Regions from separate parts of the Sus scrofa genome. Here regions 2 and 3 are each linked to region 1. The links are chromatin contacts, called in public targeted proximity ligation maps. All regions are on one chromosome and are shown on one strand. The core of a region is the stretch at or near the end of the contact, and the rest is flanking DNA. Distances in the headings are between cores, read along the strand shown.

What was found.
Region 2: a targeted proximity ligation map of skeletal muscle shows a contact between it and region 1. A contact is called at or near these places in 5 of 47 Hi-C or Micro-C datasets (fetal skeletal muscle, liver, retroperitoneal adipose tissue and 2 more) and 1 of 2 datasets of targeted methods (skeletal muscle).
Region 3: a contact with region 1 is called in a targeted proximity ligation map of skeletal muscle. A contact is called at or near these places in 9 of 47 Hi-C or Micro-C datasets (embryonic fibroblasts, fetal skeletal muscle, heart right ventricle and 5 more) and 1 of 2 datasets of targeted methods (skeletal muscle).

The regions. Positions count from the first base shown.
Region 1 is chr4:79,545,963-79,549,510 of Sscrofa11.1, forward strand. No RefSeq gene overlaps it. Among named protein-coding and RNA genes, the nearest start is that of UBE2V2, 100 kb to the right of the region's middle.
Region 2 is chr4:79,438,577-79,442,124 of Sscrofa11.1, forward strand. No RefSeq gene overlaps it. Among named protein-coding and RNA genes, the nearest start is that of EFCAB1, 65 kb to the left of the region's middle.
Region 3 is chr4:79,464,358-79,467,905 of Sscrofa11.1, forward strand. No RefSeq gene overlaps it. Among named protein-coding and RNA genes, the nearest start is that of EFCAB1, 91 kb to the left of the region's middle.

The DNA of each region.
Region 1 (3,548 bases), core at 774-3,273:
TCAGTCCCTCAATCTCTTTGAGTATCTGTTTCTGAATCAATAAAATACGGAGTTTGGACTATTTATTGCCATGGTTCTTTCCAGGTCTAAAATGCCATTTTCATTTAAAGCAGCCTTACTGTGGGGGACAACACACCTTAAAAGGAAATGGCAAGTCCAAAGTAAAGCAGCACATCTCTGAAGGGTGGCTGGTGGGGGCAGCAGGGGAGCAGCCCGGCTTACTCAAGGCTGGTCCCTCCAGAAGGAACACCCATGCAGGATTTAAACAGATGAGAAATAAACCTTTGTCATCTTTACCCCTTTATACACTCAGAGGCTTCACTGCCATAACAGCCACTGTTAACTGATACACTTCTGGGCCTTAGTTCCGTCATTTAAAAGAATGAGACCAGGAGTTCCCGTCGTGGAGCAGTGGTTAACGAATCCGACTAGGAACCATGAGGTTGCGGGTTCGGTCCCTGCCCTTGCTCAGCGGGTTAACGATCCGGCGTTGCCGTGAGCTGTGGTGTAGGTTGCAGACGCGGCTCGGATCCCGAGTTGCTGTGGCTCTGGCGTAGGCCGGTGGCTACAGCTCCAATTCAACCCCTAGCCTGGGAATCTCCATATGCCGCAGGAGCGGCCCAAGAAATAGCAACAACAACAACAACAAAAAAAGACAAAAAGACAAAAAAAAAAAAAAAGAATGAGACCAGTATGTCGCCTCTAGGAAAGTTTCTGTAGTTTATATGGAACAGCGTGAGTGAAAGGCCCACCATGAGCCCTCAGCAGCAGGTGTCACTCTGGGTTCCGTCCCCAGCCCCACTGCAGGGAAGGACACAGAGACCCTGCCCCCTGCGTGGGCAGTGAGGCCATGCTCCCTGAGGTCACCAGCCTGTGTCCCCAGGGAGACCCATTGTCATGAGTGCCCCAGTCACCCTCCACCCACACCCCCCACAGTGCTTTCCCTCCCCCCAGGTAAAACCAGGCTGAGCCTGGAACAAGCGCCATCGTGTGACATCCATGTGTGTCTGTGTCTGCAAGGAGGCAGGAAGACAGCATGTGCTGAGCCTGGACCCCCAGGGACACCTGCTGCCGCCTTCCCCACCAACAAAAACCACTTGGGACTGCGAGGCCCATTAGGGAGGCCACGGCATGAACGGAGTGCAGAGGCACAGAAGAAGGCCAGAGTCAAGACAATCATCCTTGGGCTATGGTGCCTTTGGCGCAGGGCCACCTCCAAGCACTGGTCACCCTTGCTTGGTCACCCATGAGAGTGCAGGAAGACCCAAACTTCCAAGGGCCACCGAGTGCTCTGCGCACCAGGAGCTGGAACATGAAGACACAGCGGCAGCTCCCAGTGTTTCCTGTCGGCCTTGCATCTTGGCCTCAGTGGCCCAGCATTTCCTCTGTTTCATGCCACATCTCCAATACCCTGGCTTCCTACCACTTTTCTTGCCCATTTCCTCAAAATAGATCTCATTGTCCTTTTTCTCTACAAATGCTTCCAAGGTTTCCAGTTTCCATTACCCAGGAGGAATGCACCTGTGGGTGCCCCCCCCCCCCGCCCCCAACAACCAGCACCTTTGAACCACAAAACAGCAAGGAGCCCAGAGGCCGGTGGGCGGATGGGAGGTGAGGCTGCAGACCCGCCCGGTCAGCTGGGCTTTGCCTGGAAGTGCCGGCCCTGGGAACCTGGGGCGGCTGCCACCCAGCCGCGAGGGAGCCGGGCTGCCAGCCTGCCGCCCCTGCAATGCCCCCGCATGGTCAGGCCAGTGTCCCGCTGGGGCTGGTCCTCAGGCCCCGCCTTCTCAGCCCTCACCCGGCTGCCCACCCCGTCACTCAGTGAGGGGGTCCCTTGGGGCAGTCAGACCCGCCTCCCTGAAATCACCCCTTCCCCCGGCCTGCTCTCACACTTCCCTTTGCTGCCACTGCTTCTTAGTGTGTTTTAAGGCTCCTCGGAGACTCGCCTAAGACTCTGCTGAGACTTTGCACGCCCTCGGCCCGGGCTCCCCGCCGGCGACGGGCCCGCGAGCGCCCCAGTGTGGCGCCCGCTCCCGCCCACCTTCCCCGTCCACAAACCTCGGGAGAAAGAGAGGCAGGCTGGGGCGCGGGCGGGATTGGAAGCTGTAATTCAACCTAATAGTTGAGGCTTGGCAAGTGCACCTCTGGGACTTCTTGAAAACCCCCGAATCTTTTTCATTTCGGAGCAATTAAGCCGACCCCGGCGTCCTGGCTCCAGGAAGCCGCCCGCTCTGGGTTTATTGCCGTTTCCTCTCCCCGGGCCAGCACCAGCTCCAGCCTCGCCTTTCGGTGCCACCGAGGGGCCCCAGGAGCCCGTGGGCGGGGGCGGGGCGGGCCGCGGGCACATGTGGCTGCCAGGCCCGGGCTGAGGCGCTGGTGTGCAGCGTGATCAGAAACATCCAGCGGTAATTTAATAGTTCCCCCCAGCACGGACGTGAAGTCCGGGGAGGCTCCTCGCAGCTTAACCCTTGGAGGGGCGACAACGGCCAGAGGGAAGGGAAATTCGGCTCAGACGGTTGTTGCCCTGGGATTTTTGCTCTTCAGACGTTTGCTCTGCTGTTAGAGAGGAAGATGAGATCTTGGGGGACTTGCTGGGCTGAAATATGTATGAAATGCCCTCTTCAATCCTGGGGGAGCACCTTCCCACCAGACCCACGCCAGTCAGGGGGTGACCAGGTGCTGCCTTCCTAAGAAGTGTTTGAGTCCCACTTTGATTTAAGAGACTGAGGTCCCTCTCCAGCTGGGGAGCGCCCTCTGCAGTGAGGACCGAGGGCAGGCTCCGTCCCAGTGGGTTCTGGGACGATCCCACAGCTGAAGACTAGAAGCGTGAGCCGTGGAAGAAAAACGTCTTCCGGCTAGAATTTTTCTTCCTAAATTACAGTAAATTTCCCTAAAATCCATCACCTGCCATTGTCAAAACTTTCCACACCCAATCAGCCGTCAAGGCTTCTGCTGCAAACACACCACCTACTGTGTGCCCTGGAGCCTGCTGCAGGAAAATCCCCTCCCTGTCCCCATCCAGCTCCACCCAAAGCTCCCAGGAATGTGCACGAGACTCCCCCCACCCGACCCACAGAGTCAGACTCCAGGCAGGGTTGGCATTTGCCGACTCCCTGTCACTCTGAGCCGCTGGCCTCCAGGAGCAGCTCCACCTCCACGTGAGACAAGGGGTGCAGCTGGCCCGGCACCCACCTTGCTTCATGGCTAAGACACCAGCAGCACCTCTGGCTTCACTGCCCTTATCTGCACAGCGTCGTCTGGTACAGTTTTGTGCACGTGGAACGAGTTAACATTGGAAAAGCATTTGGAACAGAAAGTGGCTACTGTGGGTGCCAGGCGGACGACGTGCATCAGACCATGTGGCACCGGCTGCTGTGACCGAGAAAACCGCAGCATTGGGAGAGCTTGGCCTGCCCGGGAGCAGGGCTGCGTCCCTGGGAAGGGGCTCCTCATCGACGTGGTACAGACGGAGCCGATTAGGAGACAGCAGAGATGACCGGAGGGGCACAATGTGCTTATTTATGAATTAGCAGCAGGGCCAGCCACTG
Region 2 (3,548 bases), core at 490-2,989, 110 kb before region 1:
GTGTTGTTATAAGAATATATTTTAAAATTTCAAGCAACAGTCACATAGAAAAGATGATATTCTGGAATACATCCAGGCTTCATTTTGTTTGGTTCTTTATTTTTCATTTTGGTGGGAACAAAGATTCTCTCTCAGAAATCAGGCCAGGCTGGAGCCAAGTGGTACAGGAAGATGGGGGTGGGGGTGGGGGGCAGGCGCAGGAATGTCTGTGCAGAGGGAATTATGAGGCTCCCAAGAGGCAGAAATGAAAATTAATGTGCTAACCAAGAGGACTCTTGGTGCTCCTAATTAAAGTGGGAAGGTGGTTGAAAGCACCATTTGAACAGATGCTGTTTGGGCAAGGTTCCACCAACAAGGGGAGACTGCCATGTGGGGTTCCAGGCTCTCATCTCCAAAGTGGGTGCCTGAGCTGAGAAGCTACATTTGTTTTTTTCACGAAGAGCAACACGATTTGCAGACCTGTCACTAATTTTCAAAAGCCACCCTGAGAGGGGCCAAGGAAGCAGAAGGAGGCAGCGCCCATCTCCCTCGGTCTCAGGGAGTAAGTGCCACCCCAAGTCCCTGCCAACATTTCAAAGAATCTACAAAGGGTCCTGTGTGAACTCAGATCTGGCTGTGGATTGGCTCCCTTTTTAAGTGGGGGGGGGGGTGCTTTGTTTTGCTTTAATAAAGTTAGTATCTTGGGAAGAAGTGTAGCTAAGTCCATGTGCACCTCTATCGTCTCCAGGCCAAAAAATTGTAAAGAGACAAGATGACTTAGGGTAAAACTAGCAAAATTTCCAATTTCCATCTTTTAACCTAAAGATGAAGATTATGCTGCATATCGGGGTGCTGGGGTTTTTTAATCTAAAAAAACAAATGTAGATTAAGTAGGTCTGAGTGTAATTAAATTTATGAGCACGGAGAAGAATATGAAGTTTTATTAACTGTGGAAGGAATGTGGGTCCTTAGCTGCCCGGTCAGTTCTCAGACCAAGGAGATCGGCTTACAGGGGTTAAGTAAACATGGCGTTTTCTCTTACAGTTCAGATGAATCCGCTGGCAGGGAGACTCAGGGTCTGGCACTGGCTCTCTCCAGGGGTCCCCCTGACCTGTGTGAGCCCAGCCCAGCCCAGGCCAGCCCACCCCAGTGCACCCCAGCCCAGGCCAGTCCACCCCAGTGCACCCCAGCCCAGGCCAGCCCACCCCAGCCCACCCCACCCCGGCTGCAGGCCGCTCTGCTCAGGGTCTTTTCACCCCACGGGGCCTCGAAAGTCCTGAGCAGCGAGCAGCACACGGAAAGCAGCGGCGTGTGAGAGCAAGCACATGGAGCGGCGAGGACGATGCTGGGCCGGGAAGACGATGCCGAGAGGAAAGGGTGCCAGGATGTGGCCGACCCGCTCCAGCAGTTGGTTTTCAGAGACCTCGGCGCGCGCACTCGGCCGCTGCTCCCCGAGCCCAGGAGCAAGCAAGACCCACGGCCAGGACGAGGCCTCTCTGGTGCCGGGCTGCTCGGCCAGGAGCAGGACCCTCCTCCGGCCGTCTGGCTGACCTGGAGCTTTTTAATTGTGCCAATTTTGGGTTTGCCAGCCTCTCCCACAGATGGATACTGCAGGAGTCAGACCAGCTGAGCACAAAAAGAGCATCCACTGCGCTGGGAATCACATTTCAAAACCGCGGGGAAGAGAGAAAAGTGTTTCCTGCATGAAGAGGAAGCGACTCATTCATCTCCCTGAGGCACCAAGCCTGACGCTGGTCCACACAGACTGCAACTGCACTGGGCCTGCCAGCACTGCCCCTTTTAAAGAAATGTCCCCGCACTTCAGGTACCTCTCAGCTTTTCTGCAGCAAAACGGCACATTGCTTAAGCTCCCTGCGGTTAAAAAGTGCCTTTCAAGAATGTTTCCGAAAGTAAAAAAAATGACCTGAGACTGTACAAGGTTTTTCTTACAGAGGCCAGAACAGCCTGCGTTCTCTGTGTCCACGATGGGCTGGTTCTGAGCACACAGTGGGGGCCGCTGAGGCCGGGGGCTTGGGGGGCTACAAAGACCCACTGCCCGGGTCCCTACCCCTGCTCCCCACTTCTCTCCTTCTCCCCCCCACCTTCACTTCTCCCTGCACCCCACCCCTCCCTGGGCCCCTTCCCCCACCGGGCATCCCCCCACCCAGGTCCTTCCCCTACCCCCACTTCTCTCCCCCCTCCACCCAGGCACTCCCCCCCAACACAACCTCCCTCCAGGGCTGTCCCCCACCCCCGGGGACTCCCACCCGGACAGGCCTCCAGGGCGCCCTCCCCCGCAGGCTCCTCCCCCATCCTCCCGAGCTTCCCTGACGGCCTGTCTTCTGGCTCTAATTGTTTCCAGATTCGTGTGGGAGGTCAGGCCCGGGAGTGCTGCTTCGTGCCAAGTTTATAAACAGAGCAGTGTTTCCAGATGGCCGCTGGCTCCAGCCTGGCGAGCAGGTTGATTGGGACCAGAATAACAACAGGTGGAGAGCAGACTACGCATTCCTTGACTCTTACTTGCTCCCCTAACTTGTCCTCCCCTCTCAGCCGGCCGCAGCGCCATCCGCCATCCGCCACAGGGAAGAGCAGGACGTGGAACACAGAAGAAGACACCTTATTTCCCTAATGAGCGGAGCTGGGGCTGGGGAGAGGGGAGCTGCGTCCCTGAGGACCGCAGGCCGGTGCCCACGAGGAGGACGCCTGCGGGGGTGGAGTCGGCCAGGGTGCCTCCCGCCCTTGCCGCCACCCCCGCTTGGCCCCCTGGGTCCCCTTCCCTTGTCCTCGCCCAGGGCAGCAGTGAGGGGGAAGTGTCCCGGGAAGCAGCCAGCAGGTCCGGAAGGAGGACTGACCAACACGTGTAAGACTGCCGAGGGTTCCACTGCAGGACGCGGGCCGGAAACCCGGCTAGAGACAACCAGACCAAATGGATGAGGGTCTGCCTGGACCTCTAAGCACAGGACACCCTGGCCCCACGGCCGGGCCACCGCCTCCTGATGGAGAAAATGATCTGGGTGACCAGCAGCCGGTGCGGGCGCCTCTGCTTAGGCGAGGAGTCCCCTGGCAGGCCCTGCAGAGGCTCCCACGAGGGGATGGATCCTGGGGCCGGCTGAGGCTGAGGCTGAGCCGGCTCTCCCCCCACACTGCCAGCCTCCCCTCCCCCCACCCCCCACCAGGCTCAGCAAGGCTGCTTGGGACAGGAGGATGAGCTTGCGACCCCAGCTAGAAACCAGGCCACTCTGCAGTGTGCAGGAAAGCTCACAGCTTTAAATCTCTGACCCACAGAAAGTGCCTGTGAAAATAAAGCATATAAATATCAAAAGCACGTCTTTAAGTGTCTCCAAGTTAAGACTAGATTATCTTCTGCGAGTCTTTGAATCTGACTTTCTACTTGTAAAATGTAACCCTACACCGAGCTTTGAAGACGGGGATCTGGGACCAGGGCTGCGCAGTTTATCTGAACTGACAGAGGCACTGGTGCCCGGCGCCCAGCCCAGACCCAACTCACCGGAAGCCCCTGCAGAGCCGTGGTGTGACATTCTGCCTCACAGCAAAATCAGGGTGTCTAA
Region 3 (3,548 bases), core at 729-3,228, 82 kb before region 1:
TTATGTGTAAACATCAAGAGGGAAGGCTTGTGTGTCTCCTTTTTCTGCAGCAAAAGGAAAGCAGCAGATGCCTGGGCTGAAGGCTGGGGGGAGGTAGGGGGACTATGAGGAAGCTGAGGAGCCGGGTGGAGGGGTTGGGGGGCGGGGGGGCAGGGGGAGCTGGGCCTGCCGGCCGCCTGGGAGCCCAAGACAGCACCTCACTCTGGGGACGTGGCCGTGTGCTCTGGCCCCACAACGACAAGGACAAAGCAGGTGTCTGCTCCTGTGGGCTCGCAGTCCATGGGAGGGTGGACACAGACAAGGTAAAAACAGGAAGTGTCAGGAGTATAACAAGATGAGTTAAAGGGACCTCGCCATGGACACCGAGAGGGGACATGTGAAGGGCTTGCCAGGGTCTCTCCACAGAGGGGACATCAGAGCCCGGCCCGAGGAGGCCAGGCTGCTGGGAGCCTCCAGGTGGCAGCTCTGGGTGAGAAACGAGCAGGAGGCAGCTGGGCGTCAGTCCAGCTCTCCCATCCTACCCAGGAACTCCTGCCTTGCTTGGTCCACCCAAAGGGAGGGGGTAGACCCCACAGACTTCCAGGTCTCGCTCAGGGCTCAGAACTCAGCACAATGGGGCTCCCTCACCTTCCCAAAGTACTTCTGGAAACCACGAGGAAGTGCTGGCAGTAGCTTATTTTCTTGCTAGGGCCTCTGGGAAGTGCTGCTTCAGTCAACTCCTTTGGTTTCCTTCCTGCTTCATTTCTTTGCCATATGAATGCTGATGCCCGACCCATCTGCTCACGAGGCTCTGACTTCATTACAGGACAGTCCTGGGCCTCGTCCTCTGCTGGCCCTGCCGAGCCCCCACCCTGCCCACGCCTTCCTCCTCCCCCGCTTCGCTAACCCTGACCCTGGCTGAGGGGGGACACAGAGAAGCAGCTGCCTCTGTGCTTTCCAGCAAGTACTGGACTCAGTCACTCTGCAGACAGACCCCCCCTTGGCTGTGTCCCATTAGTTCTCTGAGAAGCAGATCGTAAAATCAGGCTACCAACCACAGGGAGCACCTCAGGCCCTGATGGGGCTCTGACAACGACTTCTAGAAATCTCTGACTTCTGTCTACAGACTTAGTCCAGAAAGAAATCATGATAATTGACTGTATAGAAGTTGGACCAAATATACACCTGAAAAAATAAGGCCTGTGGCATCTCTGACCTTCAAAGATCTGCTTCTCCTCCCGCCTTCTCACCCCTCCCCAGCACTCACCCAAGTAACTGAAAAGGGCACAGAATCAAAGGCTGGCCACCAGCCTCTGCTCCCTGCCAGCCGTCCGGGCCCTGTGCACCAGGATAACAACGGACTCTGTGTGGGTCTGTCCTGCTTCAGTCATAAAGTAAATCATTTGTCCAAAACCACATGCCTTGTTTTTCAAAAATTAATTCTTTTCTCTCCCTCCTTTCCTCCCTTTTTTTTTTTTCCCACTGAATTTTAAAACATGGGAGTTCCTGTCGTGGCTCGGTTAATGAATCCGACTAGGAACCACGAGGTTGCGGGTTTGATCCCTAGCATTGCTCAGTGGGTTAAGGATCTGGCGTTGCCATGAGCTGTGGTGTAGGTCGCAGACACTGCTCGAGTTGCTGTGGCTCTGGCGTAGGCCGGCGGCTACAGCTCCGATTACACCCCTAGCCTGGGAACCTCCATATGCCTTGGGAGTGGCCCTAGAAAAGGCAAAAAGACAAAACAAAAAACCATGGACCCCCATTTCACTCTCTCGCAGTTCATTTCCTTTGACCACTTCCAAAGCTTAGGCTAAGAGTCCTGTAGATTTTTCTAGCACTTGACCTGACACGCAGGCCAGCTCCTGCTTTGCGCACCATCCACGTCACTGTCTTCCCTCGTCCCCAGAGTTGGGTTCGAACCCTCAGAGACATGCTGGGCCGACCGGCTCCTCTCTTAGAGGAAAAGCCCTTCCTTCCTTTTGCAAACACAGCCTGGAAAGGAGACCCGCGCCCGCAGAGAGCTACCCGCGCCGGTCACATTCCGTTCCCAGGCTGCTGATGAGGTGGTCTGGGAGGCGTTCTGGCTGCGAGGGATCGCATTGCTCAACGGGGACCGAAGGAATGCGGTTTCCGAAGGTTTCCAGCAAGTCCCTGGGAATGTGCTCCGGAAAAGCCCGGAGCTGGAAGCGCTTCCCTCTGAGAGGCACTCCAACCACCTCGGGGGCCAAGGGCCGGCCCTCCCGACATTATCATCACAAAGGGGAAACAGCATCTCCGTGGACTTGCTCCCGCAATTGGGGTGTTTATAAGCCCCGCCCACTTGCAACCCAAACGCCTGCGGTTAAAAGGAACCCCCCCAAAAAAAGCCACCCCGCCAAAGCCGATGGTTCTGCCCAGTCTCTCTGAGGGGTCAGGAATAGCGAGTGTGTACAGGATTTGAGGCACTTTGTAAAAATTGGCCTCTTTCCCTCTGTATGCAGTATATATCCTCAACGTTTTAACAAAATTTTCCCCTTTTGACCACAAGATAGAGTTCCAGGCGTGGGCAAAGCACTCCCGTAATAAGAGCTCAGGGTTCGGGGGAACTTAATACAATAATCGTGTGTTCAAGAAAAGTTTCTGCAATTGCAGCTCATTCTTTTCCCCTGAGTGAATCTCTTTATGGAGAATGACCCACGGTTCCCAAGCCACGGTGGCCTCCCCCCAGACCGTCGCCCTGGGCTCGGAGTACACCCGCCTCCCCGCGGTCACGGGCAGACCTCATCCTACGGCCGTCCTGGGTTCCTGTGCAGGGACAGACAATTTCTAACTGTGGCCAAACCTAACATAAAACTCCCTGTTCTAAGCGCACCGTTCAGGGGCCTTCACATGGTGTTGTAACCACCTCCGTCTCCAGAACGATCTCATCTTCCCCAACTGAAACTCCGTCCCCATTAAGCACCAGCTCCCCGCCCCCTTCTCCAGACCCTGGCCTGACATCTGCTTTCTGTCTCTGTGACTTGGTCTCTTGTAGATACTTCCTCTCAGTGAAATCAGGAGATATTTGTACTTTCCCGTCCGCTGATTTCACCCAACAGAACGTCTTGGAGATTCGGCCACATCACAGCACACGTCAGGAGTTCATCCCTTTTACGGCTGGATGCCAGTCCAGCAGATGTGTACGCCTCGCTTTGTTTATTCATTCTGCAAAGTCCCTGGGTCTTTGGTAGAGATTGCATGGTATACTTTGGGTAGAACTGACCTATTTTATTCAATTTATTTACAATAAATTCTTACTTTAATAAATTTATTAAAGTAAGTAATAATGTTGCCTTCTAAGCCATGAACACAGAATATTTTCCATTTATTCCTGACGTCTTTAACTTTTTCCAGCAATGTTTTGTAGGTTTCAGTGTACGAGTCTTTCACTTCCTTGGTTAAGTTTTTCCTAAGTGATTTTCTTCTTTCTGACACTATTATAAATGGAATTTTCTTCACTTTGTTTTCAGATTGTTTACTGTTATCGTATTGAGACACAGCTGAATTTTTATGTGATTAGGATGATTTTTAGCAAGTGTTAAGACATTAGG